Regions from separate parts of the Sus scrofa genome. Here regions 1 and 3 are each linked to region 2. The links are chromatin contacts, called in public Hi-C and promoter capture Hi-C maps. All regions are on one chromosome and are shown on one strand. The core of a region is the stretch at or near the end of the contact, and the rest is flanking DNA. Distances in the headings are between cores, read along the strand shown.

What was found. Promoter capture Hi-C pulls out the DNA fragments that hold promoters and counts their contacts. Hi-C and Micro-C count contacts between places; a contact is called where the count stands out from the background.
Region 1: a Hi-C map of retroperitoneal adipose tissue shows a contact between it and region 2, with 2.0 times the contacts expected there. The contact joins the enhancer-like site here to the promoter of RND3 in region 2. A contact is called at or near these places in 1 of 5 promoter capture datasets (fetal skeletal muscle), 6 of 47 Hi-C or Micro-C datasets (heart right ventricle, mesenteric adipose tissue, retroperitoneal adipose tissue and 2 more) and 2 of 2 datasets of contacts at active chromatin or transcription factors (alveolar macrophages and skeletal muscle).
Region 3: a contact with region 2 is called in a promoter capture Hi-C map of fetal skeletal muscle, with 5 times the contacts expected there. The contact joins the enhancer-like site here to the promoter of RND3 in region 2. A contact is called at or near these places in 2 of 5 promoter capture datasets (fetal skeletal muscle and liver), 6 of 47 Hi-C or Micro-C datasets (embryonic fibroblasts, fetal heart ventricle, heart right ventricle and 3 more) and 1 of 2 datasets of contacts at active chromatin or transcription factors (skeletal muscle).

Annotation. Positions count from the first base shown.
Region 1 is chr15:2,153,749-2,156,669 of Sscrofa11.1, forward strand. No RefSeq gene overlaps it. Among named protein-coding and RNA genes, the nearest start is that of MMADHC, 340 kb to the right of the region's middle. Within about 2 kb of position 1,598, at least 6 of the 83 cell types and tissues checked have an H3K27ac peak or open chromatin away from gene starts, as enhancers often do. A contact at or near this core is called in retroperitoneal adipose tissue, skeletal muscle and subcutaneous adipose tissue, where this site is marked.
Region 2 is chr15:1,714,048-1,716,946 of Sscrofa11.1, forward strand. RND3 (Rho family GTPase 3) reads left to right here and starts at 1,542. Exons shown (of 5, transcript NM_214296.1): 1 at 1,542-1,691; 2 at 2,159-2,246. The coding sequence starts at 1,542.
Region 3 is chr15:2,019,309-2,022,156 of Sscrofa11.1, forward strand. No RefSeq gene overlaps it. Among named protein-coding and RNA genes, the nearest start is that of RND3, 310 kb to the left of the region's middle. Within about 2 kb of position 1,388, at least 7 of the 83 cell types and tissues checked have an H3K27ac peak or open chromatin away from gene starts, as enhancers often do. A contact at or near this core is called in fetal skeletal muscle, where this site is marked.

The DNA of each region.
Region 1 (2,921 bases), core at 348-2,847, 440 kb after region 2:
CAGGTTTGGTATTTTCTGGCACTTATTGCAGATTTCCTTTCCTAAACACCTCCCTGTTTCACTTAAGCTCCAAAGGAAGTTTGGAGTCCTACTGGCAAATCTCCTCCCTTTTAACCAGGAAATTGCTGAGTAGCCATCTGAAGAGAATTAAAGCAAAATATCAAAGCAGCAGGGCAACTACCTAACACCTTGTTCTCATAGTTTCAAAGAACAGACATGTTCTTTACTTTGTCTGGACCCTGAGAAGAATTTTAGATACTAATCTGAATGAACTAAGATCATTTCCAGTCCCCTGAAAGTTCAAGTAGACCAAACTTAGGTGGAGAAAAAATCACCATAAACTTTTTTTTTAAATCATCTTAACATGTATTCTCAATGTATCAGATAATTGAATTGTGAATGAGAGTTGACAGCCCCATTCTAATATAGGGGTTTGCAAACTGCAGCCCAAACTGGCCCAGACTGTGGTTGCTACCTGTTTTCGTAAATAAAATTTTATTGGAATTCAGCTATGCCTATTCGTTTATAAATTACCTGTGGCTAAGTTCACATTCAACCAGAGTTGAACATTTTGACAGGCTAAATGTACACAAAATCTAAAATAGTTGCTGCATGACCCTTTACAGAAAAGGTTTACAGACCCCTTCAATCCATTTGGGGGTTAGCAAAAAATCCAAAGGCTGCAGTTTTGAGAACTCTGACCTCTCAACAACATTTAATTACATTATTTGTATTTAGAACAGTGTCACTCAAGCTGAGTTTCCTATAGTACTTGCTAGATATGCAGAATGTTACCAGATCTAACAAAAGAAAAAGAAAGTTGTGGTCCAAAAAATTTGGTAAATACTGGAATAAACCAAGTGAAACAGATTTCTTTTTGGCAGCCTTTTTCAGGTCATTCAATGTGCTAATATAGATGGTAAGTTTATAAAAACAGGTAATATGATACAGAATTCCTAGTCACTTGGCCTTAGCAAATCTTCTTTTTCCTGGGCCATGTCAGAGAATTAAGGTTCAAGGACATACCATGGGGAAAATGACTTGTTTAGAGCTGGCAAGTCTGATAGTTCTGTATGAGCTATAAAAAGAATAAGTTGGCTGACAGAAGAAAGGTAGGTACCATAACATACCTTTGGTAACCCAAAACTACTTTGGATTCACATAAAATTTAACTCTTTCAGTAGCAGCTAGCTCCTCGCTCAAAATGTATTAGGGACAATGCTATGTTGATGACATTGCTATGACAACAGAGCGGAAGAGAACTCCATGCACACTTTCACTCAAACTCAGCCAAATTCTCAGGCCCTTTCTTCATCTCAGAATTTTAGAAAATCAAAAAGTCTATGAACGAGTGTTCAAATCTTGGTCTCCAATGAATGGAGATTCCTTCTGACCAGCCAGCACTTAGTATGGGAAGGTTCTGTGGGCGTCGAGAGGTCTAGGAAAGCCTTGCATATCCTTTGGGGACATTGCAAGAAACAATGGAAAAGTTCCTGAATATCGGGAAATGTTTTCTCAAGATCAAGAGATGTATTGGTATGTGGGAGAGATTCCAAAGCAGCTGTATTGCCCGAAACATTTCAAATTTGACTGCCAGATGCCAGAGCCAATTTTGTGGAAAGGCAATTTCAGTTCCAGTGTCCCGGGCTGCCTAAGTAATGCAAGACCAGTGAAACTGATTTTGTTTCCAAAGTAGGGTCTTTTTTCTTTTTTAAAAACTGCCAAACATATTTTTAAAATTCCTACTGCTATTGTTACGTATTTGCCTAACTAAGGATGTTCTTGATAATAAGCCAGTATTTGTTCACAGTAGTCAAGCTAGACTTGGAAACCAAACAGTTTCTCTGAAGTCCAAAGATTGGGCAGCTCGAGTGACTTCCACTCCAGACGGTGCTATGAACTGCGTGCTTGCTTGCAGGAAGAGAGCTTTCATCTGGCTGATGGATCTACAGTCATCCAGGTCTGAGAGGGAAAGCCATTCTTACTCAGCACAGAGAGGGTAAGAGGCAGAGTAATTAAATGGCAGATCACAACTGATAGAAAATTGTAAGGTTTTCCAGCACCTCACCTTGTGAACTGTACAAACATGCACAGGAGACAGGCCCCACTCACGGATCCTCTGTCTAATGTCTTTATCACGGTGATCACTACATAGCACTTCCTGGCTGGATGCTACAAGGAGCCTTCCGTATGATTGACACTCAGAACTTCAAACCAACATATAGGATAGTTTGGGAGGAACCAAAATAATATCAACAAATAATTCTTAGCCAGATTCATTATCAATATTAATTGTAACATAACCTCTATTTTTGAATTTGAAGCAGACCACTGTTGACAGCGCATTTGTTATCTTGTTAATCCTAATAGTAACCTGTAAAGTAAGGGTTATTAACCTTATTTTACACAAGAGGAAAGAGAGACTGGTTGCTGTGCTTAGGTCATAATATAATACAAATCCAAGTCTGTCTGGTCTAAGACCTAAAATCTGTTGCTTATGTTTTATGTAGTGACTCTTATTTATGTTCAAGTTTCTCCCCAGTAAGAAAACCCTACGGTTCAGAAGAATCAATGCTTGTCGATTAGAACATTCATTTAGCAAATATTTATGAAGGGCCTGCTCTGCATCAGGCAATGTGCTTGGTGTTGGAGAGGCAGCACTGAACACAGAAGCCAAACATCCCTGGAGCCTTCAATAGTGGGGAGGGACAGATGCTTAAAAAGAAATTATTATTAAATATAATATAATTATATTTAATATTAGAAGACACAAAGAGCTGGGGAGGTAATAATCCAGGGATGAGGAACAGGGGATGCCAGAAGGATACAGTGTCAAAAAAGGTAGTCAAGGAAGGCCCCTGGAGAAGCTACCATTTGAGCAGAGATCTGTAGGAGGTGAAAACGAGCCCTGGGAATATCCA
Region 2 (2,899 bases), core at 292-2,791:
GGAGATGATGAAGATGAGAAAAGAAGTGCTTTTTATAAGGAAGAGAGAACAAATGTATGGTCATTCTTAGTCCTCTCTGAGACTTTGGGATGGGTGGGTAGGGAGATGGATGTGGAGGCGAGGTGGAAAGGGAGTGGAAGGTTGTACCTGCATTTTTCAGCTAAGGATATTTGTGTTTTCTGGGTTGAGCCTAAGATGCTTTGAGTCCTGAAAAGAGGAGGCTTCAGTTAAAGGAGCTGAAAGGCAGGATCAGAATCCTTCTTACCCCCTCTTCTCACTGAAAGAGGGGCTACAATGACCTTGTGTGTTTGGGTCCCTAGTGCAGTAGGAATGAGATTTTGGTGTCTCATGTTACTCAGTTATGAGCATCTTACACTTCTCTTTCTTTTCCTCTCCCACCTCCTCTCCGCTCTCCTCAAAACCTTCCCCCCTCATCCTAAGTCACTGAAACTGACAGGTATCAGAATTCAGTCTCTGACTATGACCCAAGCAAGCCAGTGGGAAATAACCTGGCTTAACTATTGTTCCATGGCCTATATACCTGATACAAAACATTTCCTAAAAAAATACAACCACTGGGAGTTCCCGTCGTGGCGCAGTGGTTAACGAATCCGACTAAGAACCATGAGGTTGCGGGTTCGGTCCCTGCCCTTGCTCAGTGGGTTAACGATCTGGCGTTGCTGTGAGCTGTGGTGTAGGTTGCAGACACAGCTCGGATCCTAAGTTGCTGTGGCTCTGATGTAAGCCGGCAGCTACAGCTCCGATTGGACCCCTAGCCTGGGAACCTCCATATGCCGCGGGAGCGGCCCAAAGAAATAGCAAAAAGACAAAAAAAAAAAAAAAAAAAATACAACCACTTAACCCTTCCCCATCTAAGATTGCATCCTATGTTTTATAATGATGTTTTAACTTGGGCGAATAATGTTTTTGCTTTCATAAATATCCACGAGGCTTCTGTAGATTAGCCCTTATGAAAATGGCTTTAAGTAATTCCAATAAAAGTCAATAATGCACATTCAATTTCGCACCTCCTCCTGTACTCCTACAGTGCCATCCTTCAGCAAAGCGTCTTTGCAATCTCCAAGTTGTCCCAGAGCCTTGGTCTGGAAATAGATCCCGCCCGGTTACCCTAGAGGGCGCACTGTCTACATTTCTTTTCTTTTTTCTTTTTTTTTTTTTTTTGCAAGTAAGAAGACGGCGCTCGCTCCCAGGCTCCATAAAAGGGGAGGAGGCGGATCAGTTTCCTTCTCCCATTGAGAACGAGGATTGGAAGGCCGGGCGTATAAAGCCGCGCAGAGAGCGTGAAACAAAGCAGTCGGATCGGAATTGGACTTGGGAAGCGCGGTGTGGAGTCAGGCAGAAAACTTGTTGGAGGAGAGTAACGAGCCTGCTCCTCTAGCTCTCATCTGCGCGGCGCTTCAGGGGTTCCCATCAGCCTTGCGATGTATTTTTATATCTGCTTTTTATAATATAGAGAAACATATATATTTTTTTCCTCTTAAGAGAAAATTCCTGTTCCAAGAGAAAATAAGGCAAGATCAATGAAGGAGAGAAGAGCCAGCCAGAAATTATCCAGTAAATCTATCATGGATCCTAATCAGAACGTGAAATGCAAGATAGTAGTGGTGGGAGATAGTCAGTGTGGGAAAACCGCGCTGCTGCACGTCTTCGCCAAAGACTGCTTCCCCGAGGTAAGTGTGGGGCCAGCCCGGGCTTCGAGGAGTGAGGAGGGCCTCTGGATCCTCTGGCTTCCCCCACTTCACCCGTTTTTCTTTTTTCAGCCGCCTTTCTCACCCTTTACTACTTTCCCCTGGGTTAGACTGCCGGGAAAGGGAAAGTGGTCTGGGAGCGTTTAAGGGTTGGGATGCGACTGCACATTCTGCTGTTAGCTTCTGAAACTTGTTCGGTCATGTGTGCAGAAGGTGGGGTTGTGAGATTCAGATCCTCTCCTCTTGGAAGATGGGAGGGGGGTGGCGAGAGGGGGTTAAGGGGGGTTCGGAAAAGGTCCGCGTGTTTAGTGTGAGGTCTGGTGGTCGTGGGTTTGGGGGTTTTACTTCTTTAATTGGGGAATGAGGAGGCGATTTTCAGAGGGTGTTCTGTGGGTGTCGTGCATTTTAAAATAACCTCTTTGCCCCATTCCTCTGTCCATTTTGTCCAGAATTACGTCCCTACAGTGTTTGAGAATTACACGGCCAGTTTCGAAATCGACACACAAAGAATAGAATTGAGCCTGTGGGACACTTCGGGTAAGAGAGTCATTGGACCGCGTGGCGCTCGGGCCGGTTTCCAGCCGCTCGGGGGTGAGCGGCGGGTCTCAGGACCCCAAGCTTGGCACGCTCTCACCATCCGCCAGCGCGCCATCAGCGCTGGCTCTGCTCCCCTCCGTTAACTTTGCTTCTTGGCGAGGGATTCCCGCGGTCCCTTCTGAGTGGTGGGCGGGGGGGGGGGGCGACATTGGGTTGGGGGTAGCTGTGGGAAGGGAAGAGCGCTGTGTGCCCGAAGGGTGACCCCGTGGTGGAAAATCCTTGTAGCCGAGTGGCTGGGGGGCCGAGCTGTGTCCGGGTCGCCTCCCGGCAAATGTTGGGGGCGGAGGGATGCGTGCGCCGCCTTGGAACCAACTGGATGAGTGCCACTCCAGGACCTGCAGCTTGTCGGGGAGGCGGAGAGCAAGGCAGGGGTGGTGGAAGGTGGGAGAAAATCCCCGAAGCGACGCAGTTACGTGCGGATCCCGCGTTTGGGGGCGGGGGGGAGAAGAAAGTAAAGGGAGCGCACGCAGCCGCGGCGCTCGTGACGCCTACTGCCAGGAATGCGCTGGCGGCGCGGGCAGCACCCAGCTGGCGGTAGCCCGGCCTCCTCTCCCCGCTGCCTGCGTCCTCAGCGCCAACCTGCAGATCCGAAT
Region 3 (2,848 bases), core at 138-2,637, 310 kb after region 2:
GCGGTGGTGACACCAGCTTTCTCCTTCCAAAGTTGGGTAAACCTACTTATGATGGAGCATGATAATGTGAGAAAAAGGAATGTATACATGTATGTGTAACAGGGTCACCTTGCTGTATAGTAGAAAATTGACAGAACACTGTAAACCAGCTACAATGGAAAAAATAAAAATCATTGTATTAAAAAAAAAGAAAAGAAAAGAAGTTGAGTAAACCAGGCAAACATGGTCTTGACATTGTGCTGTTCCACAGCCTGGCTCACCTCCTAGAAACTGGGCAGGATCACCTCCTGCCTTTCAGATCAGGAGAGCAGGGCAGGGCAGGGCTCTCCTGGCAGCCTGGAAAGCATTACAGGACTAAGCAAGCCTGGGCTTCCTCATTCCATTTCTAAACTGGGTGTGCCCTACACCCCATGCAGGAGCCAAGCACTTATTAGCCAACTAAATCCCTATGCCTAGAGTGAATAAAGAGGTTCTTTCTGGCCTCACCTCATAAACTAGGAGCCAAGAAATAGGGAGAGGAGAGACAGGACCATGCCTGGTAGCTGCCCGGACTTAGCTTGCATTTTGAGCACTTGAATCATCCTGCTATTGGCCCAACAATTAAGCATCTACTTTCCTGGCTGCTGTCTAGATGTCAAACTGAAGACCATATTATTATTATTATTATTATTATTATTATTATTATTTCGATCATGCCTATGGCATGTGGAGGTTCCCAGGCCGGGGATCAAACCCATGCTACAGCAGTGACAGTCCTGGATCCTTAACCCCCTGAGCCATCAGAAAACTCCAAAACCTTATTTTTCATAGAATAAAAATCTTAATTAAAAAACTTGAGTGAAATAATAATGTTAATTTTTAATAAAATGAAATAAATTAAAAATAAACCTGTTTAATAAAATACAATCTGTTTGAAGTTTTATATGTAATCACATCAGAAGACTTTGAGGACAAATTTCCCATTTCTCAGTTCTGTTCTCTGCAGAGTATGGGCTGGCTGAGCAGAGGTCATAGGACTCAGGATGTCAGTGTAGCTGAAATAACCACCGCCTGCTCCTGTCACCTTTGGGACGAGGTCCACCATGTCCGTTTTGTAGCGTTTAAGGCCCTGGCAGCATATTGGCTAATTCTTTTGGTTTCCTTTGTCTCATCTATGGGCCTGCCACATTTTTCACAGGGGGCGATAAAAAGAAAGCTCCTATTCCTCAGGACACTTTGGGGTGCAGGGCTCAGTGCCCACTTTTCACTGTGAGTGGTGAGAGGCCCAGTGCAAAGCCTCTGTCTTCCTCATCGTTCACAAATGTCCTCCCTCCCAGGGGGCAGACTGAGAAACTCCGAGGATGTGTGAGAAAGAGCTCCTAGCTGGCCTGGGGACACAGACCTGGGTGCACAGCAACGAGCACTGTAGCAGTTTCAGTGCCAGGCTTGCTGTTCTGAGACATTGTCCAAATGCCTACTGCTGAGGTGGACGGGGGCCAAGTAGATTCCAGAAACCTTATGGGAACAGCATCTGTTGCTGCTGCTTCTCAGCGGCTCATTCAAAGCCCTAATACATAAAAGGGGTATAAAGAGATAACCTTTGAACCACCAGAGTGAAGTGTTTGTCTTGGGCCTGAGATAACCATTCAGGCCACAAATGTTTTTATTTGGTTTCCCCCCTAATATCTGCATGTGGGAAGCACTCTAGTCTTAACATTGCATTCTTTCATTCTTTCACTGAATATTTTCAAACACCTCATACCATGGGAAGGCTGGCATGTGCCTGGAGGAGCTGGGGGCTACTGCAGTGGCTACTGCATGTAACTGCTCAGACACTGCACCTTCACACTATCTGTCTTGACCACAAGCCTCGACTACTCAGATAAAGGAGAGAAAACACAATTGACTGGGCATAAGCCTGTGCTAGTGGTTTTCCACAGAATTCCAAAGCAAAGCGACAGAGACCTCCATAGAGGACTGAGTGGGGAGAGAGAATTCTGGAACTCCCACATCCACATTAATTATGATCATTTTTGAGACTTGGTTTTCTTGTATGTTGTGAGTCCCTTCTCTCCGATTGACTTCAACTCTTCGCCCTGATTTAGCGCTTCGACCCAATGCCATTCAAGTTTAGGAGGCTTAGGGGAGGGTACATCTCTCCTACAAGTGACATTCATGAACCCAGAGGCAGAAGAAAGGAGTCTATGGCTCCTGGGCAGAGAGGAGGAGAGTTAAGGTATTTTATGAGGTATATGGAACCAGAAGCTCCAACCTCCTCCCTGCTCCATAATGGTAACCCCTCCAACAGCCAAGAACCTTGATAAAAATTTGGTGTTTCAGCACTGCTCCTGGTTGGAAGTGATACAGAGAGACAACTGTTCTGAAACTTCAAGTCAAATCGTCGAGTGGCCCTCTCTAGTCCTATCCTTTGAAGCTCTGCTCAAGCCGCATTTTCTCAGTGAAAACAGCCGCTCTCGTGTTGCCATTTTCTGACCAACCTCACCGTATTTGCATTGCCAAACTGCCCCCAGGTTCACGCTGTTTCAGCCTTTCCTTTAGTCAGCACTTTCACCATCAGGGTTCAGTGTAGACTTTTTACGAATTGCCTTATTGTCTTTTACAGACATTAGACAATGAACAGAAGTTCTCTCTCTTTCTTTCTCCCCCTCCACCCCATTCTATGTTGGACAAATAGTAGATATCCAAGAAACATGAGTTATTAGATTAATTCGTGCTCAACCCCTTAATTTAGGGGGAATGGTATAATACTAGAGAGAATCTGGTCCTTGCCACTTATTAAAACATGTTCCTACTGGAAATCTTTTCCGTAAGTGAAAATATATAATCAGAAAGAGTTTTTACTTAAAGA